Linked DNA regions of Rattus norvegicus: region 2 is linked to region 1. Evidence: chromatin contacts called from public Hi-C data. All regions are on one chromosome and are shown on one strand. The core of a region is the stretch at or near the end of the contact, and the rest is flanking DNA. Distances in the headings are between cores, read along the strand shown. Region 1 has its middle 83 kb from the start of Trnat-agu10. Region 2 holds the start of Runx1t1l (RUNX1 partner transcriptional co-repressor 1 like).

The links. A called contact is a pair of places that touch in the nucleus more often than the background predicts.
Region 2: a contact with region 1 is called in a Hi-C map of psoas muscle, with 2.3 times the contacts expected there. The contact joins the promoter of Runx1t1l here to the enhancer-like site in region 1. A contact is called at or near these places in 2 of 12 Hi-C or Micro-C datasets (frontal cortex and psoas muscle).

Annotation. Positions count from the first base shown.
Region 1 is chr5:31,811,259-31,817,292 of GRCr8, reverse strand. No RefSeq gene overlaps it. Among named protein-coding and RNA genes, the nearest start is that of Trnat-agu10, 83 kb to the right of the region's middle. Within about 2 kb of position 3,577, at least 4 of the 93 cell types and tissues checked have an H3K27ac peak or open chromatin away from gene starts, as enhancers often do.
Region 2 is chr5:31,983,167-31,989,200 of GRCr8, reverse strand. It overlaps Runx1t1l (RUNX1 partner transcriptional co-repressor 1 like), which reads left to right and starts at 3,118. Exons shown (of 3, transcript XM_063261269.1): 1 at 3,118-4,654. The coding sequence starts at 4,014. It also overlaps a transcript of Runx1t1 not described here.

The sequences.
Region 1 (6,034 bases), core at 2,328-4,827:
TCTCATGTAACTGTTTATAGCAAGTAGAACAGTGCCTCCCCACCACATATCTCAAGTCTTTATTTGTGGGAACCACAGCATTTTTGTATGGCTACTTGAGTCCAGTATACTTTTGGTTAAATACTTTGCTCAGAAAAAAATGAATTTCAAACAATATTTGAGACAAGCTTTGTTTGTAATCTGCCCATATTCCTGGGGAATAGAATGAAAGCAGGAGACAGACTCTGTCCTGTAAGCATGTGAGAGAGGCACAGGCCTGAGTCACAGATGGAGCCTCTGCGTGCTCTCCTGGTTAAGGAAATCTATTAGTAATTTTTGCCATCAGTTCTCAATGGTGGAGGATGCTACAATCAATCCTTTCAGTTCTACTGAGACACAATGATGATAGATTTTGTTTACACCAGACTTTGAAATAGTCCTTCAAGTATACTATCATACATTGATATGCAAATGGATCTGTGACCAATCTATGCTTTTTGATTTCATGTATTCAGTTTTAAAAGGTGAATCATTCTAAATATTCAGAATTGGAAGAACTCCGAGTCCATATGACTTTAAGTCATCATTAAAATAATTTTGCAGGCTTATTGAAGAGGGAGAATTATTCCAAAGCATAGAGTTGTAAATAGACCTAAGCCAACATATAAGATTATTGGAAATGGTCAACTTTTAAGCAACTTCTCAGATCCCTATATCTATTTATTGTTGTTGTTGCTTTTGTTGCTGTTGTTAGGTTTTTTTAAAGACAGGGTTTCTCTGTGTAGCTCCAGTTCTCCTGGAACTCACTCTGTAGACCAGGCTGGCCTCAAACTCACAGAAGTCTTCCTGCCTCTGCTTCATCAGTGAGAAGATTAAAGGTGTGTGCTGCCATCACCCATCTTGTTGTCTCTAATTTTTTAATAGATAACTTAATGAATTTTGTTTACACCAAACTCTCAGCACTTTGGCAGTGTACTTGGAGTCATTTAGCATTCTGAAAGTTTCCCCCAAAATCTCTTGTAAACAAAATAGCCTAGTTACTTACAATTATTGCAGATCAATTTGTAATTCAAGAGGTCTATTTTTTTAAATGTCTCTTACGTGTGTCTATACAGATAGTCCATGAAGCTTTGTGACTATCAACATAACTCATTTTATAGACAAGAAAACAATTTCTGAGACAACCTCATCTCCTTGTTGTCACTGGTCAGACCTCACTCCATCAGACAGAGCCAGACACCTATCTTGAACAATCCACCATTGTTCTTGGTCTCACTTAAAAATATAATTGAATAAAGCTGAATCCTAAATATCACATAACATGAAAGTAGAATGCAATGGTAAACTGTTTTTGTTGATGTTTAATAATCTTTTCTACTAATTGGCTAAAGGGAGTATAAACTTGTTTCGGGAAACTGAAGAGTATTTATGTGCAAAGAAAGTGAGACTCTTTTAAATCTACTCAAATTGACCCACGGTTCAGTGTGTTGCATGAAAATTAGGACAAAAGTAATTTTTAAATGCTAATTTGAATTTTAGTAAAAAAGGAAACCTTTAAAGAATGTAGTGTTAAGGTTTTTTTCCATTAGAGGATAGTCTCTGAATGCCCCCTTGCTTCCATACAGACCAGAGTTTAGGGAAACATTGGCGTAGCTTGAATTTAATACTCTTTGAGCTGTCATCTCAGAGACTTACTTACAGAATCTGCTGGAGAACTGCGTGGTGCTTTTCTTAGAAGGCCATAAAGCTCATGGGAAGCTCTGTGACCCTGACAGTTTACTAGGAACTGAAAGAAATCAGGTCATGCTCAGTGGAAACAGACAGCCATCGAGAGGCCCAGTAGAGTGTTCTGGTTTGTTTGATGTTTGTGGAAACCAACATTTGTGAGATTGCTCTGAGTGGTTTTATTTTTAACTTATTTTTTCTAATCCAAAATATATTATGAGATGACGAGGTACATATCGTGGAAAGAAAATTAGTGTTTTAGCAACATTCTCAGGCTAGCTTCATGCCGAGTGTGTGCATTAGCTCATGTAATAAAAATGGTGAGGGAATCGCCATAGCAACTCTAACCATACACAATGTAAAGGTAAGAGGGTGAGTTCAATGTTGACTGCAAGAACAATTCATGTATTTCCAGTGTGACTGTCAGGTATACAAAGATCCCATTCTGAAAAGAGAGGTATAGTCGTAGATAGAGAAAATATTCTTCCCATATTAGTTTAGCCCATAGGAGAAAATGACATGGCCTGATTTACTTTTTTAATGGATATTTATTCAGTATTTACTGCCTTCCAGTCATTGTTATGTGTCTAGAGACAGGTGGGTACATGAAGCAATATCCTTATTTTCTTGGGCATTAGAACCTGCTTGGATGACACTGATATTAAGTAGGTAAGGCAGTAAACACATGTTAGATGGCAATAAGTACCTAGCAGAAATCTGAATGAGTATGTATGGTAGAGTAGCTGTCTGCTCCCAGTTGGATGTTAACAAGGGCTTTCCTTTGTAGATGACAATGACAGCATCTCACTTAATATTTGTGGCCATCCCAAGGTTTATGGCAGACTTCCTAATCTTTATAAAGCTAAGTGGGACTCATTGTAAGTTAAAGGTCACAGGATGATCGCTCTCCCCCTCCCAAATTCATGTTGGGTTCTCAAGATGTTCTAAAACTTCCTCTTCAATATTAAATAGTGATTTTCTTAAATTAAATCTTCCTTTTGTACGTGTGCACACATGTGTTTTGTTCATGTGCTCATGCATGTGTGGCCTGTGTCTGTGAGTATATACACATTTGTGCCCATGTGCAAATCAGGGCTGACGTCTGATGCCTTCTGTGGTTGTTCTCCTCCTTAGGTTTTCAGCCGGGATCTCTCCTTGAACCTGCAGTTTACAGTTTGGCCAGATTACCCAGCCATCGTTCTGCTTTTGCCTTCCCAGCATAGCTATTACAAGCGCCTCATCTGCCTCTTTCCAAAGGTGCTAGGGTTCCAGACTCAGGGCCTTAGGCTTGGGAAGTCAACCCTTTACTGACAGAGTCATACCCCAGGCCAAAGACTGAGTTCTTAAATTACAGTTTGTGAGTAAGTAGCAAGGTAGGCTTCCACTCTAATTACAAGAAAATACCAGGGACCATGGGCTTTCTTGATTTGGTTTTTGTTTTTGCTCTTAATCCAGCAAAATAAGCAATGGGGGTGAGGGTAGAGGGAGCGATGCTGATGATTACTCCGCTGCTTATAAGCAGACATTGTCCTTTGGTAAACACTTAAAACAAGATCCATCTTCTGGATGTCTGGCTTGTTTGTTTGTTTTGAAAATTGTTGCCTCTCTGGAAAGCATCTTTGTCCTGGAAGGCATCTGTCTGTCTGTCTGTCTGTCTGTCTGTCTGTCTATCTATCTATCTATCTATCTATCTATCTATCTATCTATCTATCTATCTATCTATCTGTTTTTTCCTAAAGTCCCACACTGAGGACTTCTTCTAGGGATGATCTCATACAGAATGGGTAAATTTCCATCATGTGCTACAATGCGAACTTGAGCAACAGAGACTTGGCCCTCCTCCAGTCCCACAGAAAGCTGTGTAATAGCCATTGAAAATTTTCCCTGTGGTCTTGGAAGAGGCAGCTGAAAGCTTGCCATTCTGAAGCTGTTTAGAGATGCGCTCCACAGGGAATTAACCCTTTTCATCTGAACAATAAAACTGTGGATCTTCCTCTCTCCAGAGTGACTTGGTGACATGGTGCTTGTTGAGACCTGGGCAGCAAAGAACCCTTTATTCCTCCACCACCGTATTTACAGCCTCTGCATTTCTAAGCCTTTCCTTTCCATTCAGCTCTTCTCTAAAATGAACTTAGCACAGCTTTGTTAAGCCTCCAGCCTCTTGCTCCCTTGTTTATTGGTTTGTTTTGTTGACTAGTTAACTTTATATTTGACGGTTTATTACTTGACCTGCATTTTAATGTCTTGGAGCCCACGTGATCTCATTACATACCTAGGTTTTTAATCTATGCAGGAATCACTTACAGAAATTCAATTGATATGCTTGGTGTGGGAGTTATTTAAAGACAAGCGGACCAGGGTTTTATCCCAAGGGTATGCTCTAATTTTTACTATCTCTGTTTCCTCTGCCTCCAATTGTCTGTGGAGCATCTTCATCTATGTCTCATGTTTGCAACTCTTGTGCCATTCACTCCCCATACCAAGATTTCTCTGTAATCTTTGTGACTTCTGTCAGCGGGGAGCTCAGCACCTCTACCATTTCTGCAAATTCTCAACATTGCACAATGTCTCATCACAGTGTGTGCATGTGTCTATCTTTCTACTCCAGTAGTTTGGACCTGTCATGTGCCTTATGAGCTCTTACTTTGTCTTCCTGATTGCATTCATCATATTCTTTCTTTGCTGTGATTTTAAATTTGACCAGAGCAACTTAAAGAAGTTAGGGTCTATTTGGGCAGTCCACCACAATACAGTAAGTCATGGCACCAGGAGTTTGAGGAGTGGCTGAATACACTACATCCACAGAAAGGAGGCAAAGAGGTGTGACTGTGCTCAGCTGCCCTTCTCCTTTTTATTCAGTTATTTTAGGGTCAGTCTTTGTAACTCAGTTGGCATAAACTAGGAGACCCCCCCACCCCCCCTGCGCAGGCTCACACACAGAGGTTCATTTCCTGGTGATTCTAAATCCCAGCAAGTTGACCACCAAACTGTTTCTGACTCTCCTTCCTTCCATTCATTCTAAATTCAACTTTCTAAGGTGCCCAATTGTCTAACACATGAGCACTCAGCAACTCTCCTGGCTGGAATTAAGTTGGCCTTCAATGACTCCTATTTAAGACTTCCTTATCTCTGAGGTTCATTCACTCCTCAGTCACCCCTGTACAGTGTTGTATGCAGCCAGATTGTACAAGTATTTTTCATGTCCACTTTTTTGCCTCCTCATATTTTCTCTACTGCATTTAAGACAGACACAAATTATTGACCCATCTACTCCTATGCACACACCTTGCCTCTCTCTTCTAAACCTTCTCTTAGATATGGATTGATCTCCCAAGCCTTCCAAGCCATTCTAGTTATGAGTGATTTCTCACTTCCGCAAATCCTATTACCACCTGTTTCCTGTGCTACTTCAGATGGCTATATATGGTCATATAGATGACTGGAGATATGGTCACTTGATTGTCACTCTTATCTCTCTCATTCTTGCTTCATTCTTTTAGCCATGTGGTGGCTGAAATCTGTTTGGAATACACTAAGCAAACTGCTTAATTGGGGAAAGCAATTGTACTCTTAGATCTCTCTGCTCAGGACACTGATTCTTGAGATATGCATCTGACCCAACCCAGTAATCCTTTTAGATTTCCTCCAGATTTTAAATCTGTTAAATTTCTGTCAATATATTTCTCTTCATGTCCTTTGATCTCCACACTCTTAGCATTCATATTCTATGATGATTAATTTCTATTGTCAACTTGAATAGATTGAGAAATAGCTATGGAAAGTATCAATGAGGTACACTTTTGATTATATTTTAACCAAATTAGCTGAGGAGTAAGATCCACCCTGAATATGGTGGTACCATTCCTCAGCCAATGCCTCTTACTGAATAAAAGAGGAGGGAGCATAAAATCAGATGGGCATCAGCACCCTTCCTTCCCTGCTTTTCAGTCCACTGACATGTATGAGAGAACAGCACCCTGCTCTCCCTGACATATGGAAAAACCATTCCTGCCACCATAGCCTCTCTGCTCTGATGGAATGTGTCCTCAAACCATTAGCCCAAATAATTCCTTCTCTCCTCAGTTGTTGTAGTCAGATCCTTTATAAAAGCAACAAGAAAAGTAAATAATATAGAAAATTGTTACCAAGAAGTAACATTGTTCCATTTGTTGTGACAACTGTGGCCTTGGAAGATTTAGGCCTTAGGAACTGGTCTGTAGGAAGTATGTTGAAGAGTTTGAACTCTTGGGCCAGAGAAGTCCTGGAGTGCTCATGGCAAAGCTTAATGGGGCATTTTTGTGGAAGTTGGAATTTTACAAGACCAGAATGC
Region 2 (6,034 bases), core at 1,869-4,368, 170 kb before region 1:
CTCTGTCTTATCATTTACAATTACCTCCATTAAACTGAACTAATGTTTGCTTTAATAAAATGTTCACTGTTCTTTAAACATAATTTAGGAACTCTTATATTAATGGCTGTAAAAAAAAAAAAAGGTGAGGTTGGAAGGTGTCTCTTTAGACAATACTAAATAGCTTACACTGGATAAAACGTCCCCTTTGATGGACAGTAGTCTAAGGTTCACAAAGGTTTTTGTGGCTGATTGAACATTTACTTGTTGGTTTACATAAAGAGGGTCAGATATAATTTTCGAAAGGTCATACAGGTGACAGTTTAACAAGGAAAATAGGGAGAAACAGCCCCCCACCCCCACCCCAACGAAGTTTAGAAGTTTGAAATGTTTGTCTATGTTCTTGGGGACTCTGAGTTGGTCCTGAAGTCTATAGCTATTCAAATCCTCGACTGTTGTCAACTGATACTCCTGTTAGCTCAACTGTACACACTTCCTTAACTTTTAATAGATTACTCTCAAACCCTTCCTCCAAGCCACATTTTAGATTTTCAACTGAATCTAAATTACTTTTGTAGGCTCGCGGATCAAAATGGCTCCATTCCATAATAAATAACTTCTCCAAAACAAAAACTCCCATCACCCGGCTTTTGCTATCAATAAAGACAAAAGCTCACAATATGACGAATAAGGCACCCCTAAAATAAAGAACCTTTAAATGCCCAAACAGCAACAAACAGCCTTTCCCTCTTACATAACTTACAGTACTAGACTCCAGCAAAATGCAACTGACTTGGGTTTTTTTTTTTCACATGCAAATTGTGCAGGTGCCAATTTTTCAGACTGCTTTGCTATGAGGGGCTATGTTGCCTGCATAAAACCTCAATGAAGAAGGCTTTGCATTCAGGGCCTGTCAGCTGATGTTCATATCAAAGAAGTGAGAAACAGGATTTGACAGTGAAGAATGTCCTAAACTGACAACCACTGACCAGCATTCTTAATGGAAGCATTTCTTTCTCGTGATCCCTTTTCAGTGTTTAAAAAAGAAGGGGGGGGGGCTAGCTAAGCCTCTATTTTACAATAAAATAAATTATAACAGCACCTGACATTTGCGAGGTTCTTCACAATTCAGAGAGTTTACCCAAAAATATGTAGGCTAACACCTCGATGGGAAATCTCTTCACTGACACTAACACCAAGGGCAGTGTTTTCCTTCTTTCAGAAAAGGATCGGATAAGTATTCCAAAGCAGTTAGTCATCTGTAACTCAAGGGTTGCTCTCCTGATAGTTCCAGGAAGCTGTCACTCAACAGAGCGGCTTCCACTGTCCTGAAGGTAGACTGCTTCTTATTAGGAAGGTCCTTGCAAAGACCACTTCAAAAATCAAGTCATTAGCAGGTATTGGTGGGTGAAAGAGACTTACTTAACAAAGAAAAATGCCATTTCAAAGGCTTCTGCAAGGCTTTGAGTTGTCCAAATATTAGAGAGAAAAGAAATCCAGGTGTTCTCTCTGCTGCTTTTATTAGATGAGACACCAGCAAAAATTGTGTGCTGAAATTCTCCCATACTGTATCAAGTTTTTCAAATAAAGGGGGCTGCAGTCTACATGGATTCTAATTAATGTTTAAACAAATGTTTTTAATACGAAGTTCATGAAGTTCTTCTCATAGCATGGGCTTAGTTAAAATCCCATTTCTGTGTGCCAAGAATGATTCCTTGGTAATTTTGTTAGAATTCTGACTGTTCAAAGACTCAATTAATAAAATATCAAATGGGAAATACAGCATGATAAGGGAAGAGTTCAACTGTCTAACACTCATCCTGTTTAGAAAATTAAAAAATAAATAAATAAAAATAAAAATCTGGAGCAAACTGAGAATCTAGTTAACATCATGGGAGACAATTGGCTCTGTCAAAAATAGTAGTAAAGAGAAAATGAAATCGCATAACCACCTCTCTCTTCATCAACAGCCACCATCATGCTAGAACTAGACAGCGTTTTAAGGACTGATAGGGAGAAATAAAGCATTGGGGAAGTGTTTTTGTTTGGAGACATTACAACTGACACAAACACCTTAACTGAGGTTAGAAAGACTTAAGAAACAATGGCATGTTGGGATTTTTGAGAGCAGGGAAGTGGGACACATGAGAAGACTTGCCTGGTCAAGGCAAAGTGCTGGAATAAACCAAGGAGGCCCCCCATGCTAACAATTCGTTCATCACTGAGAAGCTGGTCAATTTGTATTCTGAGGAGTGTGGACTTCCTGGGCATAGACCCAGGTCTTCTGGTCTATAAGAAGGAGGATGATAAGAACCACCGAGGGCATTTAAAAATGATACAGATGTTGAAAAGGAGGCGAGGAGGGCAGAAAGCCTGTAAAACACATTTTAGTTCACACAGAAGGTATAAAGAATGCTTTGGTCAGCAACCCGACCTTTATCGGGAGATAAATCAATTTGCAGCAGCTGTGGACAGCCATTTATACACAGGCCCTGGGCAGATTAATTAAGGGAAGCGAAGTTAAAAATTCAAGAGGGCTCAGAGTTACATCAAGCACATGAAGTTGGTCTGGAGTGGCCTCTCCAGCTCCCCTGGTCCTCACTCCCTGGCTGGTCTTCACTGTATCTTCCCAGGGAATACTAGATAATTCCTTTAAAGCTTCTTTCTGCGCATTTTCCCAATAGGCACCAGTCATGCTGGGGCACGCTGGGATTTGTGGTGCCCAATCCTGAAGGAAAGCTAAATTCAAAAGATTTCCCTGCTACCCTTTGCAAAAGAGTTAGGAAGGCCTAGGACTCCAAGACTCCAGCCAAATCCTCCAAGCCTTTAGTGGGAAGAGGAGGAGGGAAGGCAGCTATTTTTAGTAACAGTGGTGGTTCACATCCTACTGCCGGAATCATAACACTCAAAACTTTTCCAAAGCTTAACTGACCTTAAAAGAAAGAGAGAGAGAGAGAGAGAGAGAGAGAGAGAGAGAGAGAGAGAGAGAGAGAGAGAGAGAGGAGAGAGAGAGAGAGAGAGAGAGAGAGAGAGAGAGAGAGAGAGAGAGAGAGAGAGAAACAGTTTCGAAACCTGGGCTTAAGTGTGGTCTGCTGACCTGACCGTTTTTTTGCTTAAATCATCCGGGTCAGGACAAGGTCTGTCGGGGGAGAGGGTGTAGATATCCTAACCAACCTGGACCTTCTTTCTAGACTCGCCCAGAGGATGGTGAACGGTGGGGCCCGGGAATTTGCTAGCCCCAGTTACTTCCCCTGAGAGATTTCTGGAAAACGTAAGAAATTCTCCTGCTGCAGCTGGGGTCTGGATTCCTCCCGGCGGGAGCTACTGGGCACTACGTTGTACTGTAGGCTTGGAACAGGCTGGCGTCACCGGGTCGGGACTGTAATGGGAACACCCTAGAAGGCCAGGGCGGCTGGGCCAGCGGGGCACTGAGGTACAGTGGAAGCGATGCTACCCAGGTGTCCCCGGCTGTGAAGCTCCGGACTTGCCTCCGGTCGGAGAGTTAGCTCAGAGAAGCCGCCTGATCATCCTAGTGGGGCTTCCCATCACAGCACCCCAGACACCCGAGTAAGAGAAAGTTGTCAGGCGGGTCGCCCAGCGCCTGGGTACAGCTCACGGGACTCCTAACCAAATTGTAGCCCAGAACCAAATTAGGGGTCTTCATCTTGTTCCTAGGATTAAGGAGTCCACCATGAAAATAAGCCTTTCGCTTCTAGTTTTAAAAACCCACCATGAGGGTGGGAAGCCACCTGCCAAACACATCGTGGACCAATTGACCAGTTGTTTAGTCGAAGGAGACATGCATGTCTTTTTATGTTCTCCTTCGTTGAAAAAGAATTAAAATAAAATAAAAAGAGAGTGCGGGGAATCTAAAGCAAAAGCGGAGGCAAATGCTGTCTTGTCTGGTCCGCGAAGTTCAGTGCCATCGCAGACTCCAGAACCCTCGATGTTCTTCTTTGCCCTGCTTTACGCAGTCCTACTCTAGTTGAGCGTCAAGTTCAGCCCAGAGCCTCTTGGTCCAATTAATCCGAACGATGCTGACGGTCATCGGCATGGTAGTTAACAGTGCCAGCCCAAGGCCGGTCCCAGCCACCCGCTTTCCAGCCCGCCCGCCGACCCAGCTCGCCCGTTGGCACTTACACTGCACAAGGCTGAAGAGTCCCACCATCCGCCGCGGGCTCCCAGCTGCAAATAAAACTTCCTGCGGTCGGTGCTGGCCGGCGGGGCCAGAGGACCAGGGCGCGGCGCCGCCTCCCTCGCGATGCCAGAATGTCCGTGGCCACTCGCCCACTCGCGCTCGCCCAGAGACCGACCGCCTAGTCTTGAGGATTGCGGACAGCCGCTTCGCACAGCGAGATGCAGGGCGAGGAGCCCGGGGTGGCGGACGCCAGGCAGACGCAGGCTGCGACGCGGAGCCCGGCGCGCGCCGAGCTCAGCTCCCCCTCCTCCCGCCTCGCTCCCTCCCTCCGCTCCTCTCTGTTGTTGCTGCTGTGGCAGACAAATGTGATGTGGGGCGCAGGGGATTGCCACTGTCACAGGCGGCGTCTGCGTCCGCCTTGCCCGCCCTCGCTCGCTCTCGAGGAAGGCGACTGCATTTATCTGCAGGGCGTCCGGGCGTCCGCCGGGGAGCAGGAGCGCCGCGCGCAGAGCACAGCGCCCACAGCGCCCGCACCAGGTCGGCTGCAGCGCGCGCCCGCACCCGGGGGCGCCGCGGCCGCTCGGGAGGGAGGCGGCGGCGTGGCCGCGACCAGGTGCGGGGGGTGGGGGTAGGGAAGCTAAGCGGGTGGTGGAGGTGGAAGACATCTGTGTCATGCGGAGGGTCACGGGGGGTCAAGTATATGTTAACAATGGGCAGACCCGGCTCGCAGGGGTGCGCTGGCGGGCCGGAGGCCTGGCTCCCCGGCCTCGCCCTCTCTGGTCCTGGCTGGACGTGGGGCTGGCTCCCTAAGGATGCTCTCCCAGGCTCGGGACACGCTGGCCGCCCCAGTGCCCTGCAGTAACCCAAGACGACCACTTTCCCTGGCCATCTGGAGCGCTTCTAGCTGCCCTGCCTGTGTCTCATCACTGGCTGCAGAGACAGCTCTGCTAGAAATCAAGCCACTCTCAGATCTCTCTAATCCCCTTCTGTTAGCTGATTTCCAGACTGACTATTTGCTTTCGCATTAGATAATAGCCTTAGAGAAAACAATTATCATTTCTTTTCCCCTCTTTGTTTTTCTACGTCTGTAGTATACCATTAAGAGAGACCTCTTTCCCTCGTTTTTTTTTATTGAATATGCTCCCCTCCCCCAGATATTAATATCAATACTTTAGAGGGAGGAACAAAGTCCCTAAGGAAAACATAGGGTGAAAGAATTCCAGATATTTCCAGAATAAATAAATAACATCTCTGTGAAGAGTGCTGACAATTTGTACAGAGCAAAAATGGGGTTGAATGGTAATGAAAATATTAATATGTAGGTCAAATATGATCAGATAATGGCTTGCAATGATAAGTAAAATGAAATCTTTTAAAATTATTATGGAACGGTGCCACGGCTGCAAATGTTATTGTATTTAGTGGAACAGTTTGAAATCCTACACTGAACCATGTTTTCTCCAACTGGTCTAAATCAATGTAAAATGTCCTGTGAACATGTTTTAAAAATCTCATCTTTGTAAAGAGGAAAAAATGCGTGCAAGTAAGAGTCAGCCTGATGCCATAAGAACAGATAAGACATTCGTGGTTTTGTTTTTAAAGTGCTGTTTCACATATTTAACAGGGGGTGAAAGCCCCCACCCACCCCACCCTTTTAAGCCCAGCTGGGCTTCCAAAGCTGAAGTCTTTGCAGACTGTACTCATTTTTAGCAATTCATTTTCAGAAAACATTCATTGTACATTCTGCCCTCTCCTTGGGACATTTGTCAAATGAATTATAACACTGTCTTAGTATTTGATATTATGATGTTCTTCACATAAATCTCCCCCATTTTATCAAGGTATGTAGTCTACAGTAATTTCTATACTAGGGTTTTTTTCCAGTGCTACACTTACAGATCTTAACAGCATTAATAA